2 separate regions of the Triticum aestivum genome follow, and region 1 is linked to region 2. A link is a contact called in public Hi-C data. All regions are on one chromosome and are shown on one strand. Each heading gives the region's core, a stretch centred on a gene start, on an enhancer-like site or on the middle of the called end of the contact. The rest is flanking DNA. Distances are from core to core; before and after follow the strand shown.

What was found. A called contact is a pair of places that touch in the nucleus more often than the background predicts.
Region 1: a Hi-C map of leaf shows a contact between it and region 2, with 2.8 times the contacts expected there. The contact joins the promoter of LOC123187921 here to the promoter of LOC123187918 in region 2. A contact is called at or near these places in 2 of 5 Hi-C or Micro-C datasets (both in leaf).

The regions. Positions count from the first base shown.
Region 1 is chr2A:122,027,614-122,032,836 of IWGSC CS RefSeq v2.1, forward strand. It overlaps LOC123187921 (dolichyl-diphosphooligosaccharide--protein glycosyltransferase subunit 4C), which reads right to left and starts at 1,965. Exons shown (of 1, transcript XM_044599916.1): 1 at 1,673-1,965. The coding sequence starts at 1,965. The coding sequence ends at 1,855. LOC123187920 (AP-4 complex subunit mu) reads right to left here. Exons shown (of 13, transcript XM_044599915.1): 11 at 5,178-5,223; 12 at 5,017-5,090; 13 at 4,502-4,846. The coding sequence ends at 4,748. It also overlaps the pseudogene LOC123191580.
Region 2 is chr2A:121,800,655-121,806,097 of IWGSC CS RefSeq v2.1, forward strand. LOC123187918 (pentatricopeptide repeat-containing protein At4g28010) reads right to left here and starts at 4,035. Exons shown (of 2, transcript XM_044599913.1): 1 at 2,048-4,035; 2 at 878-1,798. The coding sequence starts at 3,955. The coding sequence ends at 2,066.

The DNA.
Region 1 (5,223 bases), core at 715-3,214, 220 kb after region 2:
AGAAGTGCCGCTCTTAGTATCTGATTTTATCCCTAATGGCTCTCTATTTGATGTTTTGCATGGTGAGCCAACTAGTAGACTATGTTTATCCTGGGATGATTGTTTGAGGGTTGCTCAAGAAACTGCTGGAGCTCTCTGTTATCTACATACATCTGCCTCGATATCGGTCTTTCATCGTGATGTGAAGTCCTCGAATATCCTGTTAGATGGAAATTTCACTGCTAAAGTTTCAGATTTTGGTGCTTCAAGAACAGTTCCTATTGACCAAACTCATGTTACCACAAATGTACAAGGAACATTCGGATACTTGGATCCAGAATATTATCAAACTGGGCAACTAAATGAGAAAGGCGATGTGTATAGTTTTGGTGTGGTACTCATAGAGTTACTTACAAGAAAAGAGCCTGTTTTTAGAAGTAATTCAGGTTCAAAGCAAAACTTGTCCATCTACTTCATTACAGAGATTAAAACAAAGTCAGTAAGAGAGGTGGTAGCCACTCAAGTTCTTGAAGAAGCAAGCGAGGATGAAATTTGTATCATTGCCTCTCTTGCGGAGACGTGTTTGCGTCTCAAGGGAGAAGAAAGGCCTACTATGAAGCAAGTGGAGAGTACATTACAATATTTGCGAACAAAAAGGTTGGCCTCATGTCATGTTGTTCAAAGGAGCGAAGAAGAAATCCAACCACTTGTCTCTAGTTTTCAACCTTTCGCCATTCATATGGATGATAAATCTCATTCAGAAGCATCTAGTTCTTTCTTCAGTTCAGGGTGAGACATTTTTTCTTTTCTTTTTGACAATGTCCGGGGTGAGAGCTTATGTCATTTGCTTATCTGGTTCCCAAGTATTTGAAGTTGTTAGTTTACATTTCATTTTTATCTTTGCGACTAAATAGTTGTCATAATATTTCTTAGTAGCGGGTTTGCAGAACAATTCATTACTATACGAAGACGGGAGTAGAATAATGCCTTATTCGGCCAAACACATGTACTGCGGTCAAGAGTGTTAGATTTTCTGTGGCTGTTTATCAGCATATTTCTTCTTGCAAGAACTGAGATAAATTCTGCTTCTCAGAGTATATTTCATGCAAGAGTTATGCCAACATTTTGCCATTTTTGTCTTGCTGGTGTTTGTTGTAACAATTGAACTAAAATAACCCACAGTGGTCATTTTTTCAAACATGCTGTACCGTCAATTCCACGGATGCCCCCTTACGTCCATCCAAACAGATCCCAGAACTATTGAACTGTTCATTTTTGCTACCACTGTAGAAAAAGGTTTGCTTAAGCACAATCCAAAATCTTAGCAACTTCCATTCTCTGAATACGGAAGACTGATAAATGGCAGGAAATACAAAGCACATGTAATTGTGATCTGTGCACCGGCAACCCATAGGTGTATGGCAGGATGCTGCTTCGCATGGGTAAAACAAGGCGGAGAACAGAAACTCTGCTTCATCGACAAGGTTCCAGTGCATCTTAAATGTCTTTTCATTTTTATGGAATGCCATCCGGCAAGCTTTATTGATTAGATATAAAATAGTTATATCGTTGAAGAACATAGCAAAAATGAAGCTAGGGGGTTCAAGTCCCAGATATGAGAATTTTGCAACCCCAAAGGCAATACAGATCACATAATCAAACAGCAAATAACAAGCAGGGTACAACATAGACAGATAGTAAATCGATCTTTCGAAATCTCCACAGTTCACTTGTTCAACAGATTAAACATGATTCAAGTCACAATGCCAGGTAATTGCACTTAAGAAGATCTGTCAAGCGCTCTGTTACCATTAACAGACACATTTCCCTATTTGCTCCAAGTATAATATGGTCTCATTGCTAAACAAAAGGCGATCAGTTCTCATACTTCGGGTCTGCCATCACAAAGTGGTACGCGATGACCAACACAAAGATGAAGATCCCCAGGAAGTTGGTGAAGAAACCCAAGTCTTGATCGTCAAACATCTGCAGAAAACATTGGCAAACAAAGGATAGTTAAGATGTGAAAACAGGCAATCGATGATGATAGTCAAATGTACTGGTTGCCACTTATCAGAAGTATATGACATGGAAACAAAGGCTAAAGCACAACATACAAACAGAGGTATGAACGAGCTGTGCGTGTGGTGTCAGAAAGGAAGGCAAGAAGCAGCACTAAGCTACTATAGGATTATGGGATAGGCTGTCAATACAAAACACAGCAAGTCAAACATGTGGTAAAGCCCTGCTTAACCATCATATGGTCCTGATAATTCCAAACAAAGATCTCTGAGCTCAGGGGCATGTTCCTACAAATCTAATTTGATGACAGATTGGGATGTCACCAAGTCAGCATCACTCTGACTCCACTTTCTCCAAAAAGATACGTAGAAATAGCAAATAAACTGGGGTTAAGTGCAATCCACTTTTATCATGATATGCATTGATTAAGGAACCTTGCATGTACAAAATACAAATTAGGCCATCCATGTACCCGAGATGGGAAGGGTGTCCTCTGCCTACTGTAGTTCAGGGATGAGTCGTGGGAGATGGGAGACTAGCTAGATAAACTTTTAGTGGTGTAGCATGATCAGAAAGAATGACCATACTTTAAGCTATGAAGAGCATACTGCTACTGATGTATAGAGCTAGATTACATAAGATGGTGCGACTGAACCTGCACTACTAATATCTATAGAAAGTTTCAAATGAAAGCAAGACAGAAAGATAGAAGATAACAGAAACAAAATTTCGATAACCAGATCCAGTGCAACACATGAATGGAGGTGTGAAATTTAGTTAACTGCTGTACAAGAGCACTCTCTCTGCAGTGTAATAGAACATGCAAGAAACGTGCAATGATAGCTATACAGAGAAACACACATAACACGATCTTCCTGGTGCACCAATTCATTGGTCTTCATATCTTCATTGCCCTTCCCAAGTTTCTACTGCCAAGAGAACTCTTCTTGTATGCAAGAGTTTGCGAACCCACCAACTCAGCCTCGCCTCTACCTTAGGTTTGATGTTTTAAGGGGGGGAAATCATATCATCTATTATCAACATGTACAAATTCAGCTCCTTAGCTGTTCACTCAATATAGCTTAATCTGCTCGGTGGGTTGCATAATCTTCTTACGGCTAAAACTGGAGAATTACTTAAAAAAATCATCCTAAAAGGATATCAGGCTACTGCATCTGGCGCCTGAACCTGACCAAGCGGATTACGTTCACTCACCTATGGCATGGCACACCCACCGGGTGATCCCCCAAAGAGCACCACAGCAATTACCCTAAACCTACGAACAAAATCCAACAAAAGGGACAGAGTGGACTGAGCCCGGACCATTTCCTGCCGGAATTCCGGAATCAAATCGAACGAGATCTCACGAGATGCAAAGCTGATCCGGCCACGAGATCGTGGCCAAGCAGCCGCGCAACTCAGTCACCCCCTTGTGACTCCACGTAGACAACTACGGATCCCGCCCCAAATCGAACGGATCTGCCGTAAACCACGACGAGGAAGACAGAAGAAGCCGCGGCGGGACGGGCAGGAACTCTTCGCGCGAGCAAAAATTCCCTATGCGATCTGAGAGAAGAGAGCAGGTGAGACGGAGGGAGAGGGCCGCACCTTGCCGGCCGCCGCGCGGATCTGTAGGGAGACTGGGCGCGCTCGCGGTCACGCTCGCCGTCGTCGCCGCGTCGTTGGACCTGGCTGCCGAGTGCACTGCGCTGAAACTGCCGAGTTGCGGCGAGGAAGAGCAGAAGAAGACGTGGGCCGGGGGTTACAGGTCCTGTGACGACTCCGCGATTACTGGGCTGGCTGGGCTCATCTGGGCTTAAGGCAGCGTGTGTTTGAGGCCCACGTACTTTGGGGAGTGATGTCAACGCTCCAGTGCTGTGAGAACACCCCGTCAAAAAAAAACTGTTCGGTGAGAACAAGTCGCGCATTCTCGGCTCCAGTGGCCAGCCAAGATCAAGTCGTCGGTGATTGTTCGTTCGTTACTCCAAGGATATACAGTCGTTACTCGTTTGGATTCGTGTTCATATGATCTTCCTTTTCTTGAAACATGCTGAGTGGCAATGTTGAGCACATGGTAGCTTTGTTCGTCCGTAATGTTTGTCCCATAATTACATGCTGATGAGTGGCAAAATTGAGCATGGTAGCTTTGTACGTCTGTAATGTTTGTCAACATAAAAAGAATGAAGCTTCAGACAAGATTGCCACTGTCCTAAAATCCTCATTTCGGGTTCTCATCCGGCATCACCAGTAGAAATACTCCCTCTCTTCCTATATACTTATAAGCCTTTTTAGAGATTTCAATATGGACTACATACAGAGCAAAATGAGTGAATCTACACTCTAAAATATGTCTATGTACATCCATATGTAGTCTGTATTTGAAATCTCTAAAAAGGCTTATATTTAGAAATGGAGTATAAAGCAGCCAATGATCCGATGCATTCCATCATATGATTCATCTTCCGTGCTATTTCCGAAGCGAGACAGTTTCAGTTTGTAATTACCAGATGAACAAGAAATTTATTCACTTCTCAGAATACAAACAACCATCATGTATTTTCTGCATATTGCAGAAGGAAAAATTTAACACTAAAAGAAAGTTAAGCTACAGGAGCAGAGTGATGTTGGGATCCCCACTATAGAGTTACAATACATGTCACTCTGTCCAAAGCTTCAAGTCTGTCCAAGATAATTGCACAAGGAACAGGTGGGAAGAGCATTCAGAAGAATTGTACAAGCAATGTCCTCATAGGCGAGCTACATACGAGTTGGCCTGTGTCACATATCTCACCCACCTGTATGGATTGTACGTTTTGGATTTCTTCGCTATCTGAAGATATCTGACCTGCAGCGGGGAAGGGAATAGTTCAGTCGTGTGTGGGTGGTGTTGGTGTTCAGGAAGCATAAAAGCTATACATCGATCTACTAGTCAAACACATCGAATAATAGAACAGCTAAGAAAAAAATCTTAAATCATGTTAGTGTTGGCACAGAGATGGCAGCAGATGGTCTTACCTGTAACTTTGAAGCATTGTACATAGGTATAGTGAAGTTCATGTTTACTGGTCCGGCTTCCTTTGTGAGGTTTCCTGTGTTCATAAAGATGTGTGTCACAAAAACATAGTATAATAGTCACTCAGAGCATAGACAGGCCATGCTAGAAGTCAAGAGCATACCATGTGTCTCCTGGGAAAATGTGAGCTTTGCACGAAGGGTATGCTC
Region 2 (5,443 bases), core at 2,785-5,284:
ATCGCCCCTCGATACAATTACCAAATAAGGAGCACAATGATCCAATCAATTTCTAACGACGCGCAAAGAATTTTACTCAGGGAAACGATAAGCTTCAAAGTCAGTATTTAAACAAGATGTTCCTGAAATAACGGAGCGTATGGCATCGCACTAGCAGACTTTTGTCTCAAATGTATAAACCTACCACCAAAAGAACTGTCCGACTAACACAAGCGCAACTTTGGGAAGCACATAACAGATGATGCTCTCACTTTCCCACTACAACCCTAACAGGACAAAGAAAAAAGGGCAGCCCCAGTGCATGTAGCTCCCGCTTGCGCAGGGTCTGGGGAAGGGTCCGACCACTTTGGGTCTATTGTACGCAGCCTTTCCCTACATTTCTGTAAGAGGCTGTTTCCAGGACTTGAACCCGTGACCTCATGGTCACAAGGCAGCAGCTTTACCACTGCGCTAAGGCTCCCCTTCCCTAACAGGACAAAGAACACACTTGAAAATTGGCCGCAGAAATTAAATGGATTAATCCTTTGTAGTTTTTCTAAGAACAGAGCAAAACTCTGTCCATAAACAAGACATGGTATTCGAGCTGATCAGTGACCAAACGCATATTCAAGCCTTGATAGGTAACCAAAGCAATGTCTTCTCCAAACTGCCAAAGCCTGAGTTTACACATAGTACGTCCTGTCACTGCGGCTGTTTCAGCAACACTAGTATTAAAGTATTAATAACAACTTTAAGCTAAGAGTTTGTTGCATCCAGCTCTGGCATATTAATGACTAATGAGGAGGCAATCTACATAGCTAGTAATTTTGAATGTGTGTAATCTAAAAAAATAAATTTTGAACATTTATCTTCTTAACAAAAATGTGAACCAAAAGAATAGTACTGCAGTGTAACAATATATTACAATAAAAGAAATTGACAGTGGGAACAAGGTTAGATCACAATTTTTTATCCGGACAAGAAGCTACACATATAGTACATGAAAATACAACAAAATTGGTTCGTCAAAGAGAAGGAGAACTAAAAGAGACGAGCATTACCATACTAGGCCTTGGCAATACAGATGCCCACCGGCCACCTCTAACTCTGCCAGCAAGGATAAGGCCTTTGGAACATTGGCTGCAGAGCGACTGGCATGTAAGCAGGATTGCAGGAATGGTTCTTGATCCGTTCGTCATCGCTGGTAGAAAAACTCTTGCTCGGAGGTAGTGGCATGTCAAGGAAACACAGCAGCAGGTTTCGGGCTTTGATGAGAGATGGTGCCATACTGCCATCGACAACTCCACCACGCAACTCAGGCTCAAAGTGTCTGGTGCGCCGCAACCATACCACCCTGGTAGTGTATCAGTATAGACAGCCCGACAGGTTTGGTTTGAAACCCATACCAAACCTGGTAAATGGAGCAGCTGTGTTGTTTGGTTCAGGCTACCTCAGCGGGTTTTGGAACCTGTGAAAAGCCCCTACAAGCTTTGGCGGTTAGCCCCTTATAAACCATCTTTGTCGTGGACATGCTCATCTTAAAACCTAGTGAAGATGGCATTTCTCCTTGCTGGATTTATGAACATCCCATCTTTGATGTCAACACTCCAACTGTTTAGTTTATCTGAAGATACATACCACTACATGTCAAAATATCCGCAACTCTTTAAGGATGCTGAATTGTCGTACCACATGAAATTTGAAGATGCCACTTAACCAAGAGTCTGACAAATAAGTGTGTGAGCAAGATTTGATCATTTGAGTATGTACGTTTACTCTCACATGTCATTGCTTTCAGCTTTGCCTTGGATGATATAGACTGCACTGGTACATTGAGAAGAGAAGAGCAGATTAAGCAATCCTGCATTAATCATGAGGGTAATAGGTACATAACATGCAATGACTATAATATGGTTATTTCTCATAATTTAGGATATCGGCCAGCTGAAAGTAATATACTAACACCCATACTCCAGCAATGGACGAAAATATCAAAGACATTTAGCAGATTTAGACTAACCGAACATATATTAGATTTCAAATATGAAGGCAACATACACGCAAGCACCTGAATTGGGATCAGAGCTCAGCAAGGAGCAGGGGATTCAGGTTTGGTGCATTGTTTTTGTAGCATATTCATTACATCATGGGGCAAAATGGCATCGCCTTTTGATATTTCTTTATCAAAACCAGGCAAGCTCTGCAATAACTCTTGCCCTTCAATGCTTGCCCCAAGAGAAGTGACAATAGTTGAAATAATTTTAGGATCAAGTGCTACACCCTTGGCTGTCATTTCACGAGTTAACTCAAGAACCTTCTCGGTGTCGCCTTCAGCTCCATAACCTTGGATCAGTGAATCAAATACAGCAACGTCAGGCACAAAGCCACTTGCTTTCATCTGTTTAAGCACCCGCTCCGCCGCTGCCAGGTCTCCAGATTTTGCAAACATGTTGATTGGGATAGAATATGTCACAGCATCAGGAATCAGTCCCTCATCAATCATATCTTTAAGAAACTCTTCTGCAATTTTCTTCTCCCCTGATTTGAAAGCACCATGGACCATAGTGCTATATGCAGCAGCATCTAATTTGCAGTTCATATACATTTCATTGAACAAATCCCTAGCCTGCCCCATCATGCCTTGATCACACATAGCTTTAAGCAAAGGAATATAGTGAACTGGCTCAGGCTCCATCCCTTGACGTCTCATTTCAGACAAGAGGCTTTCCGCACGTTCAACTTGCCGCATTTTACAGAAGCCATTTATCAATATGCTATAGGTGAACGAATCAGGCTGCAGTCCAGAACTAGCCATCTCATCCTTCAGCTTCATGGCCTTCTTTACCTTGTGGACTCTAAGGAGTCCACCAATTAGCAGGTTAAATGTCACCAAGTTACACCTGCATCCATTCTCAGCCATCATGGCACGGACCTCAAACGCTTGCCGCATCCAACCAATCTTACAAAGTCCATGTATAACCGAGTTGAATGTCATCAAGTCAGGCCTAACTTTAGTTTCACCTTGCATCATCTCCTCTAGCAACGCCATCACCTCATCCATCTCAAGCACACTAGATAGCCCTGTGATGAGTGTGTTATATGTCACAACATCTGGTTGCACGCCCTTCTCCAGCATATTCATCCGCAAATCGAGCGCCTCCCTCACAGACCCTTCCTTGCACATGGAATTGATCAGCACATTGTAGGTCACCACGTTTGGCTCCAACCCCCGCTCCGCCATCATTTCCATCACCCGCGCTGCCTTTGTTACCTTCCCGTGTCTACACAGGCTATCGATCAAACTAGTGTACATCACAACATCGGGCTCAATACCCTTGTCAGACATTTCTTCGAACACCTTGCCTACGCTTTCCCACCTCCCGGTCTTGCAGTACCCATGGAGTAAAGAACTGTACACAACCACGTTGGGCTCGATACCACTCTCGCACATCTCATTCAGCAGCTCCACGGCCTTGTCAACGTCCGCGGCGTCGCACAGCCCACGGATGAGCGTGCCGTAGGTGACCACGTCGGGGCGGACGCCGCAGTCCTGCATGGACCGAAGCAGCCCGACGGCCTGGCCCGCGCGACGGTCGGCGCAGAGCGCGCGCATGAGGGTGGTGTAGGAGATGGCGTTGGGGCGGCAGGCGAGGCGGGGCTCGTGCGACATGACGCGGAGGAGGAAGAGCGCGGCGTCGAGGCAGCCCTGGCGGCAGAGCGCGGCGAGGACGGTGTTGTAGGAGACGGCGTCGCGGACGGAGGGGAGCGCCGAGAGGAGGGCGGGGGACTCCGGGAGAGGCAGCAGGCGGAGGTGGCGGTTGAGGCGCGCCGCGGCCTCGGCGCGGCCCCGGCGGAGGAGGACGGCGAGGTAGGGCGCGGCGCGCCTCGGGGGCGTCCGGGACGAGGCGGACGCGACGGAGGCCGCGACAGCGACGAGGGCGCGGAGGACGCCGGTGCCCGCGTGCTTCCTCGTCATGGCGGACTGTTGGCGCGGCGGCGGCGGCGGCGCGGGTCGGCAAAAGAGCTGGTTGCGCGCGTGGGTTGTGACTTGTGACCTGTGACATGTTTGTCGGGAGGGCCATGGCCGTATGTTGGCAGTTGGCTCGGCCTCGGTTGACAATGGTGGGCTAGCGGCCTTGCGTGAAGATGGCCTTCCGGGGCGTGGAGCATGCTGGGCCTATTCAAGTCCTACTCTTCTTTGGTTTTTTTTGCGGGTGCTTCTTTGGGTCTTTTCACACAGTACAAACTGAAACGCTCGTATATACGCATATACACTTAAAAATTTCATGTGCACGTACACCCTATCTCTATGAGCACCTTCAAGAGACAGAGCCAGTGCATCATCTAAAATTATCGAAGTCACCACAGACGTCTTTGTAGCCGATGAGAATGTTTCCCCCCACTGCACAAACATCAACAAAAAAATTGGAATAAATCTACAAAAATGTGAGCACCAGTGTTAACTATAAGACTTGAATCCTTTAGTGGATTAGTTGCATCACAAAGAACCTCACCATTTGAGCTAGGCTCAGCAGTCCATGACCAAGGAGTGGTACCGACTGACCAATCTATGCTTTGAGCTTCAAATTTTTATTTCTTCTGAAAAACTCATTGAAGTTCAAATGCATGTAATCCCTTGCCAATTTATTTTCCTCCAGCAGTTCAATTGTGCGCAAGAGAAATATAACGCCTATTGCGAGACCAATGGAACCCTCGCCCATGTCGCTCGTCGGGTGGGTCGGCCCAACAATGGTTTTGGCAAACCTCTAGGTCGAGTGGGGACTAGTTTGGGGAACATTTTGTGCATTGTTTCACAAAATGCTAAGGGTCACTCATGGCAATCATTCAGGCTCCCATCGCCCACACTACACTAGGAAGATGGACCGGCCCATCAAAGATCAAATGAAGCGAGCACACGATCGGTTTTAGGAACCTGAACTGTTTTTTTTTGTTCCCTGGTTTTTTGGGTTTCTTTCTGTTTTTCCTTCTTTTCTTCTGACTTTCTAATTCATAATTTCGAAAAATGTTTGCAATATCATAAATTGTTACCTTTTCAAATATGTTCTGGTTTTCCAAAAAAATGTCCATGTTTTTTTAAAATGTCCAATGCCTTCAAAATTTGTGCGAACTTTAGTACATGGTTTGTTTCAAACAACCAGTCCAGGATTTCAAAATTGTTTACATTTATCTAAAAATGTTCGGGTTTTCCAAACAGTGTTATGAATTTCCCAATTTCAAAAAATTGGTCATCAAAATAAGAAACTGTTATTATTTTAAATAAATTATTCTTGAACATTTTTATCAAATCTACAAATCTTTATTGGATCCACAAACATTTTTCAAATTCCTGAACGTTCTCTTAATTCGTCAACATTATTTGAATTCATGAACATTTTTTATGAACAAATTTTCAAATCCTCGAACGATCTTTGGAGTCTCGAACATTTTTTCAAACTAGGTTTTT